Regions from separate parts of the Mus musculus genome. Here regions 1, 2, 4 and 5 are each linked to region 3. The links are chromatin contacts, called in public promoter capture Hi-C maps. All regions are on one chromosome and are shown on one strand. The core of a region is the stretch at or near the end of the contact, and the rest is flanking DNA. Distances in the headings are between cores, read along the strand shown. Region 1 holds the start of Akap5 (A kinase (PRKA) anchor protein 5). Region 2 holds the start of Hspa2 (heat shock protein 2). Region 3 holds the start of Wdr89 (WD repeat domain 89). Region 4 has its middle 19 kb from the start of Esr2. Region 5 holds the start of Zbtb1 (zinc finger and BTB domain containing 1).

What was found. Promoter capture Hi-C pulls out the DNA fragments that hold promoters and counts their contacts.
Region 1: a promoter capture Hi-C map of pre-B cells shows a contact between it and region 3, with 2.3 times the contacts expected there. The contact joins the promoter of Akap5 here to the promoter of Wdr89 in region 3. A contact is called at or near these places in 3 of 39 promoter capture datasets (hippocampal neurons, liver and pre-B cells) and 1 of 115 datasets of contacts at active chromatin or transcription factors (extraembryonic endoderm stem cells).
Region 2: a promoter capture Hi-C map of pre-B cells shows a contact between it and region 3, with 2.4 times the contacts expected there. The contact joins the promoter of Hspa2 here to the promoter of Wdr89 in region 3. A contact is called at or near these places in 2 of 39 promoter capture datasets (liver and pre-B cells), 2 of 484 Hi-C or Micro-C datasets (CD4 T cells and regulatory T cells) and 1 of 115 datasets of contacts at active chromatin or transcription factors (memory CD8 T cells).
Region 4: a promoter capture Hi-C map of embryonic stem cells shows a contact between it and region 3, with 2.4 times the contacts expected there. The contact joins the enhancer-like site here to the promoter of Wdr89 in region 3. A contact is called at or near these places in 6 of 39 promoter capture datasets (the 3T3-L1 cell line, 3T3-L1-derived adipocytes, embryonic stem cells and 2 more), 3 of 484 Hi-C or Micro-C datasets (LSK cells, cerebral cortex and cortical neurons), 5 of 115 datasets of contacts at active chromatin or transcription factors (embryonic stem cells, kidney, memory CD8 T cells and 1 more) and 1 of 9 other capture datasets (liver).
Region 5: a contact with region 3 is called in a promoter capture Hi-C map of pre-B cells, with 2.4 times the contacts expected there. The contact joins the promoter of Zbtb1 here to the promoter of Wdr89 in region 3. A contact is called at or near these places in 3 of 39 promoter capture datasets (the C10 cell line, liver and pre-B cells), 3 of 484 Hi-C or Micro-C datasets (CD4 T cells, LSK cells and embryonic stem cells) and 4 of 115 datasets of contacts at active chromatin or transcription factors (bone marrow-derived macrophages, effector CD8 T cells, memory CD8 T cells and 1 more).

The regions. Positions count from the first base shown.
Region 1 is chr12:76,322,593-76,326,753 of GRCm38.p6, forward strand. It overlaps Akap5 (A kinase (PRKA) anchor protein 5), which reads left to right and starts at 2,299. Exons shown (of 2, transcript NM_001101471.1): 1 at 2,299-2,397. It overlaps Gm40443 (a long non-coding RNA gene), which reads right to left and starts at 572. Exons shown (of 3, transcript XR_001780628.2): 1 at 1-572.
Region 2 is chr12:76,401,621-76,405,750 of GRCm38.p6, forward strand. It overlaps Hspa2 (heat shock protein 2), which reads left to right and starts at 2,556. Exons shown (of 2, transcript NM_001002012.1): 1 at 2,556-2,669; 2 at 2,909-4,130. The coding sequence starts at 2,914. 4930426I24Rik (RIKEN cDNA 4930426I24 gene) reads right to left here and starts at 2,374. Exons shown (of 4, transcript NR_166810.1): 1 at 1,537-2,374; 2 at 1,175-1,275.
Region 3 is chr12:75,667,560-75,672,003 of GRCm38.p6, forward strand. Wdr89 (WD repeat domain 89) reads right to left here and starts at 1,978. Exons shown (of 2, transcript NM_028203.1): 1 at 1,913-1,978. Gm34717 (a long non-coding RNA gene) reads left to right here and starts at 2,166. Exons shown (of 3, transcript XR_381697.2): 1 at 2,166-2,522.
Region 4 is chr12:76,194,031-76,198,254 of GRCm38.p6, forward strand. No RefSeq gene overlaps it. Among named protein-coding and RNA genes, the nearest start is that of Esr2, 19 kb to the left of the region's middle. Within about 2 kb of position 1,916, at least 232 of the 459 cell types and tissues checked have an H3K27ac peak or open chromatin away from gene starts, as enhancers often do. A contact at or near this core is called in cerebral cortex, embryonic stem cells, hippocampal neurons and 2 more, where this site is marked.
Region 5 is chr12:76,368,279-76,372,826 of GRCm38.p6, forward strand. Zbtb1 (zinc finger and BTB domain containing 1) reads left to right here and starts at 2,242. Exons shown (of 2, transcript NM_178744.3): 1 at 2,242-2,452. It overlaps Zbtb25 (zinc finger and BTB domain containing 25), which reads right to left and starts at 1,282. Exons shown (of 3, transcript NM_028356.2): 1 at 1,162-1,282.

The sequences.
Region 1 (4,161 bases), core at 1,049-3,548, 660 kb after region 3:
CTGGCTAGGGATGTATGGTCCTTCTGCTTTAGCTACTCAAGTCCTGGGATTGAGCTACTACACCTGGCTCCAAGTGGTTTCTACTAAGATAGCCAGGTTACCCCATCATAGCCAGGTTACCCCATCAATCATCTGCATGAGCTTCCTCTCCTAAAATGACCGCCAACTCCCAGGTCTGCTGGATTTGGAAAAGCTTAAGAGTTTCTTCCCGCTCGTCTCAAGTTCAAAACTACCAAAAACGGTTAACATATAACCGGCTTGCGGGTATAAAGTCATTTCACACATCTGTGCTTGCTGGATGAACAAAGCTAACTCATTTGGATTTTTTTTTGAGATGGGATCTCATGTAGTCCAGGCTGGCCTTAGATTCCCTGTGTAGCCAAGGATGGCTTTGAAAAGTCTCATCCTGCTGTCTCTACCTCCTAAGTACTGAGATCACAGGCTTGTTTCACCCTGTCCAAACCGCACACTGGCAAGTGTGTGTGTGTGTGTGTGTGTGTGCGCACTCGCGTGCACGCAGAGGGCTTACAGGGGCCAGAAGAGGATCCCCTGGAGTTAAAGGCAGTTATAGAGAACTGAAATGTGCGCTGGGAATTGAACTCTGATTCTCTGCAAATCAAGAACTCTCTTTTTAAAATTATTTTTCTTTTATGTACATTGGTGTTTTGCCTGCATGTGTGAGGGAGTCATATTCCATGGAAAAAAGTCAGAGACAGTTATGAGCTGCCATGTGGGTGCTGGGAGTTGAATCTGGGTCCTCCCGGTCTGTTTTGTGCCTTAAGAGTTTATTCCTTATCAGGTCTGGTTGGAGTAAATCTAGACTAGAGAGTCTGAGGAAGGTAAAATATATTCCTTGAAAAACCATCCCCAAGTGGACATCTGATATTGACCTCTCAAAGGTCATGGTCCACTTAAGAAAGGGGACAGGGTCTTGTTCTTCCGCGTCCCTGGGGCTTTCGAGCTCTGTGCTAGGAGGAGCCCTGGAGGAGGCTGAGGCCTGCTGGAGTACCACATCCATGCTGACAGGTGAGCACAGAACATGGCCCATGTGACATCTCATATCAGAACCGCGGCTGGATTACTGTTTCCTTTAGGACATCCCTTGGGGTCTGCTTACCTTGTTCCTCTCAAGTGGGGACGGAGATGAGGGTGCTCACTATTCCAGCCCCATTTGGAGCAAAGGGTATTTGCCTGGTGTGCACAGAGCCTGAGGTTTGGACATGGTGAAACAAGCCTGTCAGAGTGTGTGTGTGACTTACAGGGTCTCAGCTTGAAAACATCCCAAAGCCACAGGCCCTGAGCTGGGGAGGCCACACCTTTGTGTGCACAGAGCCATATTTGTGCTGGTTCCCACCTGAGCTGACACCTTCCTGTTCCAGAGTGAGGACTGTACCAGTACCAGGTTGAGGTTCTGTTTAGTGAGTTTATTTCTGTTTCTCACCATATATATATAATTTTCTCCATAGCCAGGTGCAGCTTCTGAGGTGGAGGTGGGTGAATCTCAGTGAGTTCAATACCAGGCTGGTTCACAATGAGTTTCAGGTCGGTCGTACAGAGCTACACAAATAAAATGTCTGCCAGTGGATGGTGGCACAGGCCTTTAATCCCAGTACTCTGGAGGCAGAGACAGGTGGATCCCTGTGAGTTTAAGGCCAGCCTGGTCTACAGAGTGAGTCCCAGGACAAGCAAGGCTACACAGACAAACCCTGTCTCGACAAAATAAATAAAATAAAATCCTCCCCCGGCCCCTTATTGTCTCTGTACTGTTATGAATCTTGCTTTTTAATTTTGTTTTTGCAAAAGATCCAGCTAGGGCTGGTTACAGGTGGTTGTGAGCCGCCTAATGTGGGTGTATGGGGATCGATCTTAAACCCCCTGGAAGAGAAATACGTGCTGTTCACCGCTGAGCCATCTTTCCCATCAATCTTTATCTGTAGATATGCTTTCTACCTTGTCTTTAATGTTCCAGGGGGGATTCACGGTGGGAGCCTTATAAATTCAAACAAGGTTTTTACGGATGTGCGTCTCAGGAAATGAGGGGTTTCTACCCTCTTGCAGTCCTCCTGCTTTGCTTTAGTGGTCCCTCCACCCTGGTCCTGATGTCTTTATGCAGCGGTGATGCGTCCGGGGCGGGAGCACGGAGGTCTCTCCCAGGCCGCTGGGCAGTCGGCTGGCAGGTGGCTGGCTGAGTTCACCCCGCCCCCGGCCCTAGCCCCGCCCCACTGCTCCACGCGCATTGGCGCGACCAGCTGTCTCTCTCCGCGCTGGGGAGGGGGCGCGCGGCTGCGGTCCCTCTGCAGAGGGCTGCGCGCTCCGCGGTCTCCGGGGCTCTCCGTTGTTTGGGCCCGTGCTCCTCGACCTCGGGAGCAGAGCTGGCCAGAGACCGCGACGATCTGGGTAAGTAGAGGCAAGACTAGAGGCTCTGGGTCAGAATCTGGTGCACTGAGCCCTGGTAACGGCGGCAGACCCCGGGTCCTGGTCACCAGATTGTGAGGGACACGACTGCAAGGTCGCCGATCCTCAGACGGCTCCAGGTGGGTGACCCTGGGCTGTTCTGCCGCCCGCTCGCTTCGCACGAGTTGCAGCTGCTGCTTTGGCACCGGCTGCCTACCTAACCCTTTTCCTTTAGGGGTTTTCTGGGGAACTGTGATTTTCGGCTCCGGGCTATGATAGTTCTGCAGATAGCTTGAAGCTGGGCTATCTATTCCACGCCCCCGGTATTTTCCTTTCTGAGCACTTTATCCTGAGCTCTGTCTCCTGCCATAGGGGCGTCAAGCTTGGAGAATCCTTCCTCCAGGAGGAAGCTTCGCGGTTCGTGTCTAGTGCTGGGAAGGGTTCCTTGCTCTGTTCAGATAGTGGTTGCTCTCTGTTGCTCAAGGGGAGAAGGGTGGTGGTTGTTTTCTGTGGTCTTGGACAGGAGATTCTGCCAGGAAAGGACAGCAGGGACTTTAAGGTTTCCAAGACAATAATGGTCCTCTCGAAGGTAAAGGTGAATCATTTGCAGTCTTAACACTCTGCAAAGTTTTAATGCCTGCAGGCTGCATCCTTTCCCTGCCTCGCCTACACTTGTTGGGGTGTTGATCTCTACAGTGATGTACATTAAAAGAAACCTCTCGTGCAACCATCTAGGCCATTTAGGTTAGTTTCAGAGACTTTCCGGAATATAATCTCATTTGAATATTTCTTCTATTAATACACACACTTAGAAGGAATGATCTCTAGAGCGCTGGAGGCTCAGGGAAAGAAGACGTGGAAGCCATTAAGACTGGGTTCTAGTTCTAGTGCTAGGGTGTGTGAGGAGAGACTGCAAATGTTATACTGGTCCCATCATTCTAGAATTTTATGTTTCTTTGTAGAAAGATGAAGCTTTCAATACTTACCCTTAAAAAAACAAAAGAAAAGCCTTAGCTCTTAAAACGGTTTTTCAGGGTTCCAGTTCTACAGAGAATTGGGAACTGGTACCCAAGTGAAAGCTCTGTGAAGAATATGCATGAAAGGCTCCCCTGCGCCTAACTCAGGGCTCAGCACCTAAAATGCACGGAGCTGTTGTTAGCTAGTCATTCCAGGTCCTCATTCCTTAAGCCTTGCCATTCTGTGGACTATTACTTTTTTTGGTGGCACTGGGGCTCAAACCCAGAATCTTGTGGCACGTTAGGCCAATGTTCTGTCACTAAGCTATGTGTCAGTTTAGTTTTACATGTTTTTCTGAGACAGGGTCTCACGTAGCTGGTGCTGTCTTCAACTCTACTATGTAGCTCTGTGGATGGCCTTGATTGAGACTCCTGCCTCCACCTCCCACTTGCTGGAATTACAGTCACGCGTGGTCACAAGCAGCCTCAGATTAGCATTTTAAAGCAATTTACTTTCTCTTGGACCTCGAGGCGCAGTGAAAGAACGCAGTTCAGAAACAGGCAGTCTTGGGTTAAATCTGAGCGCTGTTGCCACCGACAAGCTTTGTAGTCTCAGGCAGGCAGACTGCTTAACTGCAGATGGAGATATCACCACCTCCTCACTCTGCAACACTGCGGTGCAGGTTAGAGATGTATGTGAAAGTGCTCAGCGCTGCTGCCTCGTACACGGGAGTCGCGCAACCGACGTTGGCTGGAACCGTCACTAACTTACCTCCAGCTGTGTGCAGTTACAGTGGGGAAACATGAGTAG
Region 2 (4,130 bases), core at 1,306-3,805, 730 kb after region 3:
AAGTGCAAGCAGAAAAATGCAGCTAAAAACACAGGTATAGCTGCTGCTGTCATCTCAGTGAACTGTTAAAGATGCATGTGGTGGAAGATTACAAGTTTTGTCTGCAATGGCTTCATCAATAGGACATAGTTACTTCAGAAATGAAGCTCTAAGGGTCTCTGTATGAACCGGTTTTGGGCCTGGCAGCTCTCAGTCTTGTTTTGTTTAAATTGTAAGGAGAGTGCCTGAGTCATGTGCAGTGCCCTTGGAGGCCAGAAGAGGGCGTTGGATCCTATTGAACTGGAGGTACAAATGTTTGTTAGTCCTCATCTTAGGATGCTGAGAACTGAACCCAGGCCCTCTATAAGAGCAAGCTGCTAGCTTCTTAACTGCTGAGACATCTCTCCAGCCCGCTACCTTCCATATTTAAAGATTCATTTAAAAATATTATAATAATAACAATAATATAATAAAGGTGTTTTGTCTACATGGATGTGTACCATCTGCTTGCCTGAGGTTTATTTATTTTTTTACTTATGTATGTATGTATGTATGTGCGTGCCTTTATGAGTTTATGTGCACTTGAATACAAAAGCCCAAGGACGTCAGAGAGTGGTGACATTCCCTAGAACTGGAGTTAATGGTGGTTGTGAACCGCCATATGCATGTTGGGAACAGAACCCAGGACCCTGCAAGAGTAGTTAGTCCCCTTCCTAGCTGAGCCATCCCTTCAGCTCCATCCCCTCTCTTCCTCTTCGCTGAATTTCCCCAGAGCTGGGTATATAAGCACAGACTATCACATATGGTCTGATATTTTCTTTAATCCTTTCCTATTTCAAGTTTTTCTTCAGTTTCTTTCATGGAAAATAGAGAACTGCAGTTGCCAATGGCAAACGTGGTTTTGAAACTGTAAATTACATATAGGAATAGAAAGAATCTTTAAAACTTTCCCGATTAAGTTTTGTAGAACTCTGAGCTGGAGAGATGGCTCCGAGGGTAAGCACACTTACTGCTTCACCAAAGGACCTGGGTTCAGTTCCCAGCATCTGTGTCAGGTGGCTCAGGACCAAATGTCACTCTAGCTCTAGGGTCTCTAATTCTGGCCTCTGCACCACATTGCATACACACACACAGATAATTTTTTTTTTAATCAAAAGCTCTTTTAAAGTTTTTTATTGAATTCTGTCAACATTACCTTTTAGACAACGAAAACTTTCATGTTTCTCATACTGTCTTCTCCATCACTGTCTCACACGACTTACTGGCCAGTTTCAGAGGGGTGCTTCTTTCCTGGAGCTTCGAAGACAAAAACAAACAAACTAACAAACACCCCAAAGCACAAAAAGTTGCTTAACATATCCAGATTCTAATCTTCAATTCTGAACTCTTCTGCCCTCCTCGTCGCCCACATTCCACCACCTCAACCTCGATAAAGAATGCTTTTCTTACTCTCCTTTGCAGGAGTTAGGCATGTCACCTCCTCAGGGATGCTTTGATGTTTTCCCCTCAGGCTCTGTGTGCCCCTCCCTGCCCTCTGTTGTCACCGGACTGGCTTACCCCCTTATCACACGACTTAGGCCCGTTTCCCTTGTTCTTTTCATCTCATATTGGGCACCTGTCAAAGTTTTACAGCGACGACTGTCCTCAGCTTCCCATCCGTAAGGCGAGGCGGTCGTTCTACATTACAGGTCTCCGTTTTCCTGTAGGGAGTCCTTTTACAGGAGCCAGCTTCTGCCCACCCCCTTGTTCCAGAGAATACTTTCCAAAATTATTCTCAGATTCCGGCTAAACAAGTGCCAAAGACTCTTTTTCATCTACTTCCTCTCACAAGTCTGTGCTGCCAACCTATTCTTCTCATTCAACCGAACTCCGCGCAAAAGGACTAATTCCTTAACAAGATCACGCGTGCGGGGACGGGAGTCAGAGGGGTGACACTGGCTTATTACGCAGTGCCACCAAGAAGTCAAAACCGCCCATTAGGGCGCCTGAAAGAAAATAAACTAGGAAAGCCGAGGGAGAAAGTTGGGCGGAGGCGGCTCGCGAGCCGTAGCCGCTCGCGCTGCGCGGGAAGCCACCCGCCTCCCGGGTAAGCACCCCGCATCCTTCCCCGGTCGCGCACTTTCTGAGACGCGCTGGGAAGGGGGAGGGGTACTGACTCGTACCCGCCCAACTTCGCAGTCCCCGCCCTGGAACCGCCCCTCACCCAGCCCCAGTCCCCGCTACAGGAACAGCAGGGGCAGGGAAGGCGAGAACCGATCCCAGCCGTTCTGTATTCGATGCAACCGCCCTAGAAGGAATTCGGGCCCCGGGAGCCGAGTCAGTGGCGGCACCCGACACCGAACGGTACAGAAACCCTTTCGGAGGCCAGCGCCCCTTCCGTGCTGCCTCCGCGCGCCCCGCCCCGCGCCTCCCTGCCACACGCTTCGGATTCTGCGCTGCTCATTGGGCATCTGCCCCGCCAATCTGAAAGATGTTAGCGAATCACGCTTTAGAAAAGGCAAAGAGAACGGGAAAGGGGGCTTTCACACTGGCTCCCCTGGCGCGAGCTTAACGCCCCCAAAGCGGCTGGAGGCACTGGGCGGGGCTTCATTTGCATAACGGCCGCCCCTTGGTCTCCCTGCCCAAGGCTGGCGTCAAGCGCCTCACCCAACTAGATATCAGTTGGACCACCGGCTGGTCACTCCGACCAGGCAAGCCTGTGGGAGCGCCGGACGGGTTGGAGCGGGCGGGCCCGGGGACCGATTGGCTCTGAGAGTTTCCAGCAGGCAGGGAGGAGGGGACTATAAGAACCAGAAGCCCCGTAGAGGTCTCCGGGAGACGCTAGTCGCGCTCGTGGAGAGTTGTGAGAAGCGACCGTTGGCTCAGGTCCCGGCTTGCGCTTGCCTCTCCTGACGCTTTCGTCCTAACGTTGCTTTGCCTGTTTTTTCAGTCAGGATGTCTGCCCGCGGCCCGGCTATCGGCATCGACCTGGGCACCACTTACTCGTGCGTGGGGGTATTCCAACATGGCAAGGTGGAGATCATCGCCAACGACCAGGGTAACCGCACCACCCCCAGCTACGTGGCCTTCACTGACACCGAGCGTCTCATCGGCGACGCCGCCAAGAACCAAGTGGCCATGAACCCCACAAACACCATCTTCGACGCCAAGCGGCTGATCGGACGGAAGTTCGAGGACGCCACAGTGCAGTCCGATATGAAGCACTGGCCGTTCCGAGTGGTGAGCGAAGGTGGGAAGCCCAAAGTGCAGGTGGAATATAAAGGGGAGATGAAGACCTTCTTCCCTGAGGAGATTTCTTCCATGGTCCTCACTAAGATGAAGGAGATCGCCGAAGCCTACCTGGGGGGCAAGGTGCAGAGCGCAGTCATCACTGTTCCTGCCTATTTCAACGACTCGCAGCGCCAGGCCACCAAGGATGCGGGCACCATCACCGGCCTCAACGTGTTGCGCATCATCAATGAGCCCACAGCAGCGGCCATCGCCTACGGCCTGGATAAGAAGGGCTGTGCGGGCGGCGAGAAGAACGTGCTCATCTTTGACCTGGGCGGGGGCACCTTCGATGTGTCCATCCTGACCATCGAGGATGGCATCTTTGAGGTGAAGTCCACGGCCGGCGATACCCACCTGGGTGGCGAAGACTTCGACAACCGTATGGTCAGCCACCTGGCGGAGGAGTTCAAGCGCAAACACAAGAAGGACATTGGGCCCAACAAGCGCGCTGTGCGCCGGCTGCGCACCGCCTGCGAGCGCGCTAAGCGCACCCTGAGCTCGTCCACGCAGGCCAGCATAGAGATCGACTCGCTCTACGAGGGCGTGGATTTCTACACGTCCATCACCCGCGCCCGCTTCGAGGAGCTCAACGCCGATCTCTTCCGAGGGACCCTGGAGCCGGTGGAAAAGGCGCTGCGCGATGCCAAGCTAGACAAGGGCCAGATCCAGGAGATAGTGCTGGTGGGCGGCTCAACCCGCATCCCTAAGATCCAGAAGCTCCTGCAAGATTTCTTCAACGGCAAGGAGCTGAACAAGAGCATTAATCCCGACGAGGCGGTGGCCTACGGCGCCGCTGTGCAGGCGGCTATCCTCATCGGCGACAAGTCGGAAAATGTGCAGGATCTGCTGTTACTCGACGTGACTCCATTGTCGCTCGGCAT
Region 3 (4,444 bases), core at 728-3,227:
AGGCAGAGGCAGGTGGATTTCTGAGTTCAAGGCCACCCTGGTCTACAAAGTGAGTTCCAGGACAGCCAGGGCTATACAGAGATACCCTGTCTCAAAAAACAAAACAAAAAAACAACAAAAAGCAATGTCTTAAGCTGGATGTGAGACACTGGCCTTTAACCCCAACATGCAGGAGGCAGAGGCAGGTGGATCTGTGAGTTCAAAGCTAGCCTAAATTCTAGGTCAGCCAAAGCTACATAGGTTGAAGCCCTGCCTCAAAAACAACAAGAAAGATACACACATACACACACACAAAACACACAATGTTTTCAGTTCTATTTATAATAAATAGAAGGTGCAGTTCGGTTGATGTGAAAGCCTATAATTCCAGCACTTGAGAGAACACCAAGTTCTCTAAGTTTAAGGCTAGCCTAGTTTACAAAGTGAGCTCTAGGACCACCAGAACCTCACAGAAACCCTGACTCCAAAACCCCAAACCAACCAACCAACCCAAACCAACCAACCCTGAAAGTTGCAGAAAACAGTCAAGATTTTAAACAAAGGTGGACACGAAAGAAACCTCAACAGTCACAGGGGCTGACTTACTTTTGCCCTGTTCTATAAAATCTAAGGTAAAAAGACGAGCTAGACACTTCTCACTTCTGCTCTCTAGATAGTACTGTCCTGACCCCAAGATAGGCGGGTAAGTAGTCAACACAGAGGTATCTCACACTTACATTGTTAACTAGGCTGCATGATTTTGTGGTCTTTAAACAAGAAGCAGAAACAGGTATGGTTGATACCAATAACATAGACTATAAGTCCACATCTTCACTGAATTATCACAACACTGAGAAGCAATTTGGCACGGACCATGCACTTTTTAACAACCTGATGATTGCAAAGCAAAGTTAGGAAGTAGACCTTTAGACTGATGCCTTCCTACCAGTTCATCTTACTTGGATAATAACCAATTAACTGGTTTCCTGGTACACTGTTTAGGATTTTAAAATAATTTCTTTTTTCTTTCCTTTTCTTTTTTTGTTTTTTCAAGACAGGGTTTCTCTGTGTAGCCCTGGCTGTTCTGGAACTCACTCTGTAGACCAGGCTGGCCTCGAACTCAGAAATCCGCCTGCCTCTGCCTCCCAAGTGCTGGGATCAAAGGCGTGTGCCACCACTGCCCGGCTTTAAAACAATTTCAAGTTAGGAAAGAAAACAGGAGCGTTTTACTAGTTGTACTATCTTTAATTTTACATTTGTGGAAGCTGAATTCCCTCAATTTAAGTTGTCAGAGTTAGCCTAAATGAGACATTTCACAAAAATAAGATGCTGCCAGCACTGCCTCTTGGGTGGTTTTCGTTGTGAATTAGGTTTGTGTGTGTGTGTGTGTGTGTGCATGACAAAGTTTTCCCAAGAAGCACTGGTTAGCTGGAAACTCAAAGAGATCCTCTTGCCTCTACCTCCCTCCCAGTCAGTACTGGGATCCCCGGTGTGCTTCACCACACCCGACCAGCACCTAGCTCGGTGGACAGCTGTGTGGCCTAGATGACACCACACACGTAAGGAACTTAGCCTAGTAGCCTGCATCACAGCACATACTGTACGACTTGGCTCCGCGTACCAAATGAAAAAATCTGCTTTTTGATGTGGAAAAAGGCCGGAGCCAGGAGGTGGGTGTGGGATGAGTGAGAGGAAGGGCAGGCAAGAGCGAGCAGGGACCTACCCACCCTTCCTCGAAACTGAAGCAGAGACCTTCGGGTGGCATGGACCCCACATCCTGGCATACAGAGACCCACGCGGTCCCTGCGCATGCACGTGCTCCCTCTCACACCACCCGCTCCCCTTCTGCGCTCCCCGCCCAGGGCTCTCCACGCGCGTGCCACCCAGTGGCCGCCGGTCGAGAGAGCTGCCCGCCCTGCCCAGCAGAAAGTACCTCCGCAGCAAACCCCACACTGGAGCTGGAGAAAACGCACGCTCTGCCCACGGCCGGCTGGAACTCCGCCCTCCGGCTCTGATTGGGTAAAAATATAGAGGAAGCTGAAGCGGATTGGTCCATAGCACAGAGGCCGGACCATAACCAGCGGGCTCTTCTGAAGCGGGAGCCGCGCGCCTTTGCTTGCTACCTTCCGATTGGACGAGGGCAGAAGGTCTGCGCATGCGTAACTCGGTCTACGGACCACGCCATACAACACCTCCCTCTAGGTCAGGTTAACGGAAGTCCCTGGGACCCAGCTTCCTGGACGTGTGGCCAATAAAAGGCAAGATCGTCACCGATTCCGCCTTTTCATGCGGATGTGGCTTTGCAGTTTCTTCCAGCACTTCTTCCGCTTCCTCGGACTCGGGTGTAAAGTTATTTCGCGGACCAGAGGAGTGGGGCTGAGGCAGGATTTCGTGGATCTGAAATAACCACACGTGATCACAAAGCCTAGCTATACAGGCGGGTTTGAACGAGCAGTATCCGGCCTTCACTCCAGCATGGCTATGACTCAAGGTTGACAGGAGCGCAATTACAAAATCTGGAGGTAGTTTTGCCTCGGCCCCAGGTAACTCTGGGAATTGAAGTCCATAATGGTCAGGTCCTGTCTCATCTGTCCTATTTTGATGTTGCTTTTAAACTTTAGTTTGATACAGGGCTGATGTTCCAACTGTAGTGGAGACATGACATCTGGCCCTACCAATAGGGGAATGAGCTCTGTCCTTGAACACCAAGAAGCCCTGAATCTAGTTTAGGTGGACTCTACCCTCTTTTCATTATAGATGAATACCTGTGGTATAACAACCATGAGACCGCGTTTTCCAGTGTAAACAATTCAGAAAATACGTACTTGGTTAAGCGATAATGCAAACAAGCCAGATTGTCCCTGGAAATACATTCGGCTGGGACTCGTGAAATTAACGTGCTGTGTATACCCACAGGAATCTGAATAAGGGGAACTAACTAGGGGATATATCTTGGTGCTGTTAAAAGGTATCCTTCCCCTGGAAATCCCCCCAAGGTGAGTTTAGGTTGGTCCCATTTACAGCTAGTAGAGTTGGAGATAGAGATTATTGTTTGATTAGTTGCAGTTTCTAATTAATATCGGTCTTGGTGTCATGGCATAGCCAGGAGTCCTGACCTACAGTGGGTTAAGAATGGTTAGGGAACTGACATACTCTTTTCATATCCTGAACACTGAGATGCTGGCTTCCACTGCCTTCTGGACCTTTATCTATGAAGTTACTAAAGGGAATTCCTGGGGGAAATTGGAGTTGGGAGCTTGCCATCCTAGGGGGCTTGTAACCTGACCCCCCGGGGTTTTGGTCTTTGCCATGCCCTGATCTTTATATCACAGGTAGTGATGGTTCTTATTTTAGGACTATGAAGGGATCCGTGTAACCCGGAGAGGACTCAGTTTTGCTATCCAACCAAGAACAATGGCTTTCGGGGAAGGGGCATCAACTGCAGCCATAGTGCTGGACCCAGGGATGCGCTTCTCCCCAGGAGCAAGTGAGCCATGCCCCAGTAGTCTCTGGTTGTAGCACTTTACAGAAATCTACCTGGAAGGTAGTTTGGGTTTCAGTGGATAGATTGGTTAAGAGCTCCCTGGTTCTGGTTTTTTACATTTTTATACCCAGTGCCCTGACGTATGGGGACTTGGGAGCCTTTCCAAAAGGAGAGAAAAAGACAAAATAGGACAACTATGATTCTAGGGCCCTTGTCAGTCTTTAGGGGTTTGGAGGACCTAGTGACAACTCATTTGTCATTATTTTCTGTAGCCTCCTTCAGCTGGATATGGTGCATTCATGGGGTGACCTTCATTGCTGTTCCAGTCCAGATCCTCTTTACCCATATGAGGTCACCAGGCTGGAACTTGCAGGCAGGCTCAGACAGGAGACAAAGATACAGCCTCTCCAATGATCTGATGAGTCTTGCAGGGCCTGTAAGGACTTGAGAAGGCAATGGTTAGTAATTTCTGACTGGTGCATCTGGCCCTCGGGAGGGCAAAATGTAGAAAGCTGGCCCAATTTTTTGCCATTATTAAAGCCGTATTTTAAGAGTTTTGTTTTTATTCTTTTTATCCTGTCCTGAGCTTTGTGGCCTGTCTAATTAGTGTGTAACGCTTTTCCCAGATTTGGGAATATTTTGACTATGAGGGCCAGACCGTGTCAGACCCCAGAATATGGGCAATCCAAGCCTATGGACCAACTCCTGGAGAAGCTTTTGTGGTAATTGATGCAGCCTCTGCTGGTTGGGGTAGAAATCTCCTCAACCCAAGAAGCTAGGATGTTCTTGTAGACCCAAAGGCAATAGGTTTTATTTCTATTTTATTTCAGTAAAGTTCAGTTCCCAGTCCTCTCTGAGGGTGTTCCTGGGCCTGGATCCCAGCCAGGGCTTCTCTTCCTCCTTTGGGCTTTGCCTGTGCTCAGATGACACACCTGGAAGTCTTTGACAAGACTCTAGGTGGCGCATGTAGTATCCAGGCCC
Region 4 (4,224 bases), core at 666-3,165, 530 kb after region 3:
CACATTCCATCCCATAGACACAGAATTAAGAGTAAAAGCAGAGGCTGAAGAGATGGTACAGCAAGTTAAAATGCTGAAGGCCAGCTCAGACACTACAGGAGCTGAGTGTGGAGTCAGCGATATGCTGATGACAATGGGTGTGACCCTGCCCCTAACACACACACACACACACACACACACACACACACACACACCCCTGCTGATAGTAGCAAGGAATCTATGGGGTCAGCACTAGTAATGCTAATGGGAGCAAAACTTAATTATCTGAGGCCAGGATTCTCAGAAACTCTGAACACTTTTAACTCTTTGGGGGATGGCAAGAAAAAAAAAGAAAGGAAGAAAGAATTCACACACTTATACACACAAAGTTAGTGGATGAAGCAAAAGAGGCTTCAACAAGCAAGCTTCAACAACTCCACACATAGCAGACAGACAGACTGACAGACACATACTCACACATTGGGTGGGTAGAGCAAAGCTCTAACCATTTTACAAACATACATACATACATACATACATACATACATACATACATACATACAGTTGGATAGAGCAAAGCTCTAACAAGCAAGCTCTAAAGTTTTTTTTTTTCCCCTTTAGTCCTTTTATATTCTCTAAGACAAAGTTCTCCACGAAGAATTACCTCATTCAGAAACAAAATTGTTACATAAGAGGAAGTTACAGCACGATTCTTGGTTACATAAGACTTATTTATTTTATGTGAGCACCCTGTAGCTGTCTTCAGACACACACCAGAAGAGGGCATTGGATCCCATTACAGATGGTTGTGAGCCACCATGTGGTTGCTGGGAATTAAACTGATTACATGTTTTTCCATTAAAACTGCTAACTAAACATTTTTTAATCTTTTATTCTACGAGTTCATTGTAAGTCCAGGGCAGTACTTTTATCTATTTTTTTTTATTCCATAAACTCATTAAAAGCAATAGTTTTAGCTATCTTCTACTTTACAAATTCATTGTAAGTTCAAAGCAATAGTTCTAAAAGTCATTAAATTAACAAAGTTTTTACCAATAAACAGGCCATCTATCTTATGTCTTATTTTTTAACTCTAGCTAATTATCCATTTTATGTTGTTACACTCATATTAGAATTACCCACTCCTTACTTTACTTACCATGGTGTGCACTGAGACTTATGGCCTCGTCCCTGGGGGAGTACAGCAAGGACAAACAGGAGAAGGCACAGCAGGAGCAAGAAGCAGTCATGGGACAAGGTACACCCATCCCAGCCATGCCAAATGGTGGGTCATCTCCAGGAAGCTCACTTGCCCACTGGAGCTCTTCCTGCATGGTGTCTGCCATTAAGAGAATGCACTGCTCTTTCAGAGAGCCCACGTTTGGTCCCTAGCACCCACACAGTAGCTCACAACGTTACCTATCACTCCAGTCCCAAGGGATCCAATACTCTCTTCTGATTTCCTTTGGCATTGCATGCACCTCATGCAAATGCATACACGCAGGCACCCACATATACACATAGAGTAAATAAATGACTTAAGATAAACACACGCACAGCTGGTGAGGTAGAGGTACACGGATCTCTGTGAGTTAGAGGCCAGTTGGTCTACATAGCCAATTCCCAGGCCATCCTAGGCTACATACTAGATGGCTCAGAGGTTGTGAGCACTGGCTGCTCCTGCAGAAGACAAGGGTTCAGTTCCCAGCACCCACATAGCAGTTCCCAGCTGCTTGTAAGTCCAGGTCCAGGGGACTCAACACTTTCTGGCCTCCACAGGCACCAGGCACACAACACGGAACACTCACAAATATATAGACACTCACATATACACGTAAAATAAAAATAAGAATTTTTTAAAAGTAATAAGCTGCGCATGGTGGCACAGCCTGTAATGCCAGCCCTTGGAAGGAAAACAATCTCTGTGAGTTTAAAGCCAGCTTGCAGAGCTGAGTACACGTACAGCTTAGGGGAACCTTGCACACGGAGCACATGCAGAGTTGTAGCCAGCACTGCAAGGTTCTGGAAAACTTCCCAGCATTTAGAGTCAGACCCCAGTCTGGCTGATCTGAGAGAAAATGCGAAGCCGCCAGGAGCCAAGACAGGGAAATCACCTGCCTGCTGCGACAGAGACCAACAGGCACGCAACTCTGCCCCGCCCAACACCCCGCCCGGGCAGCGCCCTGACACCACCCCCACACCCTGATTGGCTGGAATCCAGGCACGTTTTGTTGCCAGGTCTTCGATGGACACAAGAGCAGTCCGCCTGCGCAGGCTCAAGTCGGGTAAAACTGGCTTTGCCGCACTGTTGGGATCTTCAGGACCTCAAGTTTTGTAGCAACCCGAAAGCAAATTCTGAGCAGGAAGGTGGCCTTAGCCTAGATGGCCATTTGAGTTTTCTGACCCGCAGGCAAGGACATTGGGTAGGGTCCCTCCATGTGGAAGGGAACACTTAGAGTTGAAGGCCAGCGGACAGTGAAGGAGGAGAATTTTGGGAAACCCCTGGCTGTAAAACCTAACGACTCCTACGATGACCGCCAAAGAACAGAAGCAGAATACAATGTCTCAGGGCTGTGCCTTCTAGCTCAGGTGCTTCTGGTACCACAAGATCCTGTAATTACAGAAAGTGTTTTGTCAGAGTAATTGAAGCTGCCCACAACCCCATCATTAGAACTCAGAGATCCAAGTCACATTTATTATCTTGAGATAATGTTAAGATTCTAAGCAGCTCCAGCCTTGAAGCAAGCTGTTCGTTCAGCAATGATCCAGAGCTTTTTGTACCTCTGTCTCCCTCTGCTGTTTGATTCGGGACACTGCAGTCCTCTGTGATTCTTTTATTCGCGAGGAAGGGCTGACTGTGGAAAGACCTAAGGCTTCTGTGCTTTGGAGCCAGCTTTCTGTCTTTTGTTTGGGTTGTAGCTGGCAGCATGTGTACTGATCTCAGGCAGCCTGCAGCGCAAGCAGTCAGGAGACCTGGTCTGGCTGTCCTGTGTCCTGTGTAGACAAGGAGGATGTGGGGAAGCGAACACAGAAAGGCTCCTTTGGGCATAGATACCCACATCAGCTCACTGTCTCTGCAAAACAAAACAAAACAAAACAAAACAAAACAAAACAAAACAAAACAAAACAAAAACAAAAAACAAAAAAACTACCGTACAGGCAGTTGCACTCCAGGGTCCCCTGTCCATCTCTAGGCTGAGTGAATCCGACCCTGGCGCTGCCCAAGTCCCAGCTCTGGGCTGGGGTGCTGCCCCTGGCTGTAGCTGTCTGCCTGGGGCTTGAGGACGGAGCCTCTCTGGAGCTCTCTGTAGTCGCCTCATACAGAGTCAACAATCCACACACTGCTGCAGCCTTAGATGGATGCCCCAGCCATTTATTCGGGGGTGGGGGTCGGGGCAATGGACTTTTCTCTCAGGTTAGTCAGTAAATGCTGCATAAGACGATATGCAGTGAGCTTTCATAATTACACTAAAGAAAGATATAGGCTTGGGACAACTTTGTGTTCAAGGAAACCTTCAGTTCCAAGGATGAAGCCACAGGTGTGCACACGATAAGGCAAGCCCATGTAAAACCTGTTGTTGGAACTTAGAATGAGCTTAGAGAAGGAAACACTGCTTTGAACTTGTTCTTCATACCTTTCTGAAACTCCCTTTTTATGGAACATTTTATCTATAAAGTAATTCTTTCTTACATAGAGAACTTTTTGTCTAAAACGCTATAAAAAGGCTGATAGCAATAAAGAAAGGTGGTGTAGCTGTTTTCCACTTCACCCAAAGTGTGTGTGTGTGTGTGTGTGTGTGTGTGTGTGTGTTCTCTGTGTGAGTGACTTCTTTCCCTTTTCTCTTTTCTTTCCTTTCCTTTCCTTTCCTTTCCTTTCCTTTCCTTTCCTTTCCTTTCCTTTTTTCTTTTTTCTTTTCTTTTCTTTCTGGTTCAAAAAGTGTTAACGAGCTCTGAGCCTCTCAGAGGCTTCTAGCTGACTTGCCCGAGAAAGGAGCAGCAGCAAGAAATCCTTTTTGTAATTTCCCGGTGTTTATTTAAGCATTAAGAGTCAAGTTTGTTTGTTTGTTTGTTTTGGGGTTTTTTTTTTGGTTTTGTTTTTTGGTTTTTTGGTTTGTTTGTTTTTTTGTTTTTGTTTTTGTTTTTGTTTTTTTAGTGCTTGTGGAAGGCACAGAATAATAACAAAGAGTTAAGATTCCCCCAGAGTTTATTTAAGCACAAAGTGTTAAGTTTCCCCAGTGCTTCTTT
Region 5 (4,548 bases), core at 992-3,491, 700 kb after region 3:
CTACTCATCCCACCCCCAAGTCAGGCAGTGGCTATGTACCTATATCTAGGTTGCTTCAAGAATGATGCCTAAACCTAAGGCCGAGACACGTGGCCAGACCAGGGGGCATACACTCTTAGTTCCTGCGAGTGAGAGCCCGACCTAAGATCCATTGCTACTTCTACACTAGCCTGGGCTATCAACTTGAGAAGTCCTGTAAACCTGATGTAATTTTAATCACTTCTGGAGTATACACTGTCCAAAGCAGGATAAACTGGCACTGCAGTCCTGAGGCTAATTATGAAAGGTGCAGAAACTTTGATCGGGCAACACTCTGCTTCTTAGGCCGGGTGTTAGCTGTGAAATGAGGGATGGACTCGATATTTAAGGTCCTTTTCAGCTGAAAAACTCTGATTCTAAGATGTACTTCAATTCTGTCAATCGACAGCTCTGCAGCTTTTGAAGGACTTGCTGGAGTCCCTCGAGGAAGAAGGCCAACTTTAATCCCTTAGAGGGAGATGGGAGTTAATTTATAAAACACACAACACTAGCTGCTATCAGGTTCCAGGTACAGCGCAGTGCGTTACCTAAGCAACTGATAACGGCTTGATTCCTCCAAATGAGTGCTAGGGAGACGATGATATAAGATGGGGGCCAGAATTCAAAATGAAAAACCACTGGGCTAAGAGAAAAATTAATTATTAGGGTAGGGGGCTACTTGCCCTAGATGCTAGGTACTCACAAACTGGATGGGGGAGGGGAGAGTGAGGGCTGCGCAGCCCGATCTGGACACCCGCCCACTTGCTAGAGCCTGGAGGCCTGACGCGGCCGCCCAGGACCCGGCTGACACAGACGGATTGAGGCTTCTGCGCCCGCTCGGAGCCCGGCCCGCAGCGGGAATGGGCTCTAAGGCTGTGCGGCAATCGCGCGCGCCATCCCGCCCGCGTTAGGCCCCGGCGGCCCACGGCCAGGGGCGGCTCCGCGCGCCCAGCACTCGCTCGCCGTTGCTAATGTCCTCCTTGGGCCCTGACTGACATCTCCAACGGACCAAAAACAGCACCCCTCTCCCCGGCTACTTGCATCTGTCCCGCGACGGGTGCAGCTGCAGCCGCCGCCCGGGCGGCTCGCGGCGGGAGGGACTGAGCCCGGAGCAGCCCACAGGGGCAGGGCCGCGTTGCTTACCCAGACTCCGCCGCGGCGGCGGACTGGCGGGCGGGCTTCTCTGTGCGGGAGGGGCGGGCTCCCGCGCGGCGCACACCACGCGGCTGCGCCCGCTCACGCACCCGGCGGGCTGCTCTCGCGCGGCTTCCCGCGCCCGGCCCACGTGACCGGACTGCCGGGAAGCGAGCGGCACCCCGGCTAGTGTGCGTGCCTGCCTGCGTGCGTGCGTGCGTGCGCGCGCGCCTGCCTGCCCGCCCGAGTGGCCAAGGCGGGGGTCGGCCCCGCGCTCCGGGCGCGCCTCTGCCACGGTCCCCAGTCGTGACTGGAGGCGGAAGTGTGGGGACAAGTTCGAGCGTCACTGGCTCCCCACACGTCTTGGCGTGACCTGGGAACTTTCCCCGGCGTGTGCAAAAAAAAAAAAAAAAAAAAAACCCAAAAAACAAAAAAAAACCACGGGTGCCCCCTCGGCCCTGGGTGGGGACGGGCAAGGATGCACCGGCGTCTGGCGCGGGAGGGGGACGAGGGCGCGGGGCAGGCAGCCACATGCGGCGGGAGCCAGGGAGGGAGGCGGGCCGGGCGGGGCATGGCGGGGGAAGTGACTCAGGCCCGAGGCTGGCGGGCCCACGCGAAGAGGAGTCGGGGGGCACGGAGGACCCCGAGCGGACAGGCTTTAGGCTGGACGGGACGAGAGTGTCACCCCCCCCTCCAGGCGTCCAGGGTGGAGCGCGGGGGCGGGTCCAACTGCGGGGCCCTGCGGGACAGGGGTCTGACATCTGGGTAGAGGGCGATCGGCATCCAGCCCTGGGGGAGTCGGGAGGATCCCAGTGGCGTCCAGCTGTGCAAACAGGAGGAGGGCCAAGCCGACTCCGGGGAGAGGGGCGACAGTGCTGCTCCAGCCGCCGCCGCCCGGGCGCCCGCGCTGCGGGCAGTGCCAGCCTCCCCGGCCCGACGCAGAAACTTGTTGCAACCAACAGGCGACCGCGGGTGCCCCTAGCCGCCAGCGGCGGAGTGGGTGGGCGGGCGAGAGGGAGGGGAAGGCTGGCGGACGCCGCCGCGAACTGGTGGGCAGACCCGGAGTCGCCGCGTAAGCGGGGCCGGCTCAGTGCGGTGCGGCAGGCGCGGCTGTGCGGCAGCGGAAGTCCTTTGTTGCAGCGCAGTCCCTGGCAGAGCCCGGAGTGTCTCGGCGCAGCCCAGCCGAGCGCCGCGCGCCGTCAACTGCAGCCCGCAGCCCCTCGCCTCCGCCCGCCTTCCCAGCGGCTCCGCTGCCCTCAACTCCATAAAACCTCCGCAGCCGCGCGTCCCACCGCGCCCGGTGAGTAGCTGCCAGTCGTCGGGGCCATTTGCGCAACTTTGGCCGAAGCTGGGCCACGGGCCTGGCGGAGTGCGTGGCCGAGGCGGCGCCGACCGGTGCGGGGAGCCGGAGCGTGGAAAGCGCGCGGCGAGGAGCCGGTGGCGGGGGTCTGCCGAGCGGCTTCGCTCGGGGCCGGCCGTCAGTCCGGTGCGCGCGGCCTCTCCGGGTTCCGGACGAATCCCCTCTCCAGACGACTTCCCAAATTACTTCTTTTCCCTTTATTTTATTTTGTGCTGGGGGGGTGGGGGGAGGGGAGGTGGAGGCGGGAGGCCGCGCTTGATTGACGGGCCCAGAGCGCGCTTCGCTAACTTCCAGCTGCGGCTGGGCGGCCGGTGGGAGGGGAGCGTCCCGGAGCCGGAGGCCGCAGACTTGGGCGCGCTCCGAGGGAGGAGGCGGCTGGGCCGCGCGGATTCCTGCTTCGCTCTTTCCCACCCCCGCTCCTCAGCACACACGCTTTTTGTTCGGGTCCAAAGTGGTAGGTCTCGGGGGTTTGGGGGGTTTTCTGTGTACGAGATCCTCCCCCCCGCCCCCCGAGTCCCGAGAAGAAAGTGCTTTTTGCCTCCAGTGGTGGGCGCTTACAAGTAGAAGTTCTGGTGGAGGCGGTGAGCTAGTTGGGTGGCGATCTGGAGTCCTTGCTGCTGAAGCGTGCAGGCGTGGATCTGGGCTCAGCCGCCGCTCCCAGGCTCCCTTTCCACCTTAGCCACTCGTCCACGTGATCTGAGGGCTTGACAAGACATTTTCCAACTCGGACGGGTCTAGAACAGGTTAATGAAAGTCCTTGTTTTCTGGGGATAGGGTTTTGTATGTGTGTGATCATGTTCCCAAATCGAATGTCGCTGTGACGGTACATGTAGATTCTCCACTGGTCAGACTGTATTTCCGTACAGTATGAATCGCTGCGGCAACATTTTCCCCTTTGACACTGGAATCCACAAAGCGTTCCAAGCATTTCCCCCCGACCCCCACCCCGTTTTGAGACAAGGTCTGGCTAGGTAGCCCAGGATCGCTTGGATATAATTCTCCTGCCTCAGGAAATCCTAAATTTTGGGGTGATAGGCTTGTTCTGAGGCTTTCCAAGACCACTTAGAATTTCTTGAGCCGAAGTTTGAGGCACCCTGAAGTCGACTGGGGAAATCGATGTAGTTCTTATGACTGTTTTAAAGCAACCATGTTTTTTAAAAGGTATAAAATAGGTTCTCTGGAATTTTGTCACCTCAAATGGATATGATCTGGAGAAATGGAAAGAATGAAGGTACAAGAGGCTGAAGCCCAAATGATGGATGGATGGTCAGTTGCCTAGAACTGTAAAACTTCCCTTTTGAATCACTATCCCCTAAAGTCTCAGTAATACTGAGTGGCATTGGTAGCTGCATGGGGTTTCTTCCTCTTAAAGAAACAGACGGACCTAACGCAGCCGAGGTGCAGTGCAGTGCTTTTCCAAAGGTTAAGGCTTAGAAGTTCTGCGGTACAGTGCTGTGTTCCAGCCACTTGCACTCATTTTAACACCAGAATTTCTCCGTTGACAGCAAGTTTTATAGGGTGTGGTTGTGCACGTCTATAATCCCAGCACTTCAAGAGGTTGGATCAAGAGTTTGAGGCTAACCTGGACCTGGCATACATAGCGAGACCTTTTTTTCAAAAAACAAAACTCAGGGCTGGAGAGATAGTTCAGGGGTGAAGGGCACTTGCCTTTCCTTCAAGAAGAACTAAGTTTGACTCCCAGCACCCATCCCAAGCAGCTCACAACTACCTGTAACTTCATTTCCAGGGAGCTCTGGACTCTAGAACAATTGTACTCATGTGCACACCCCTCCCCCCACATACATACACATCATTAGAAATTAAAATTTAAAAACCCAAAGCCTCAGTTTTCATGCTGTTGAGTAGACCTGGTTGAGCAGTCTTTCCAGCTGGCTGTGTTCTTCCAGTTCCTAACATTATGCCTGCTGGTTTGCACCACTGCTGCTGTGTCGTTGTCAGGAAAGAACCCATTTTAACCAGGCCACGAGCACAGCTTCCTGATCTTGTAACTTGGTTTTTGGTGTTTCCAGACAAGT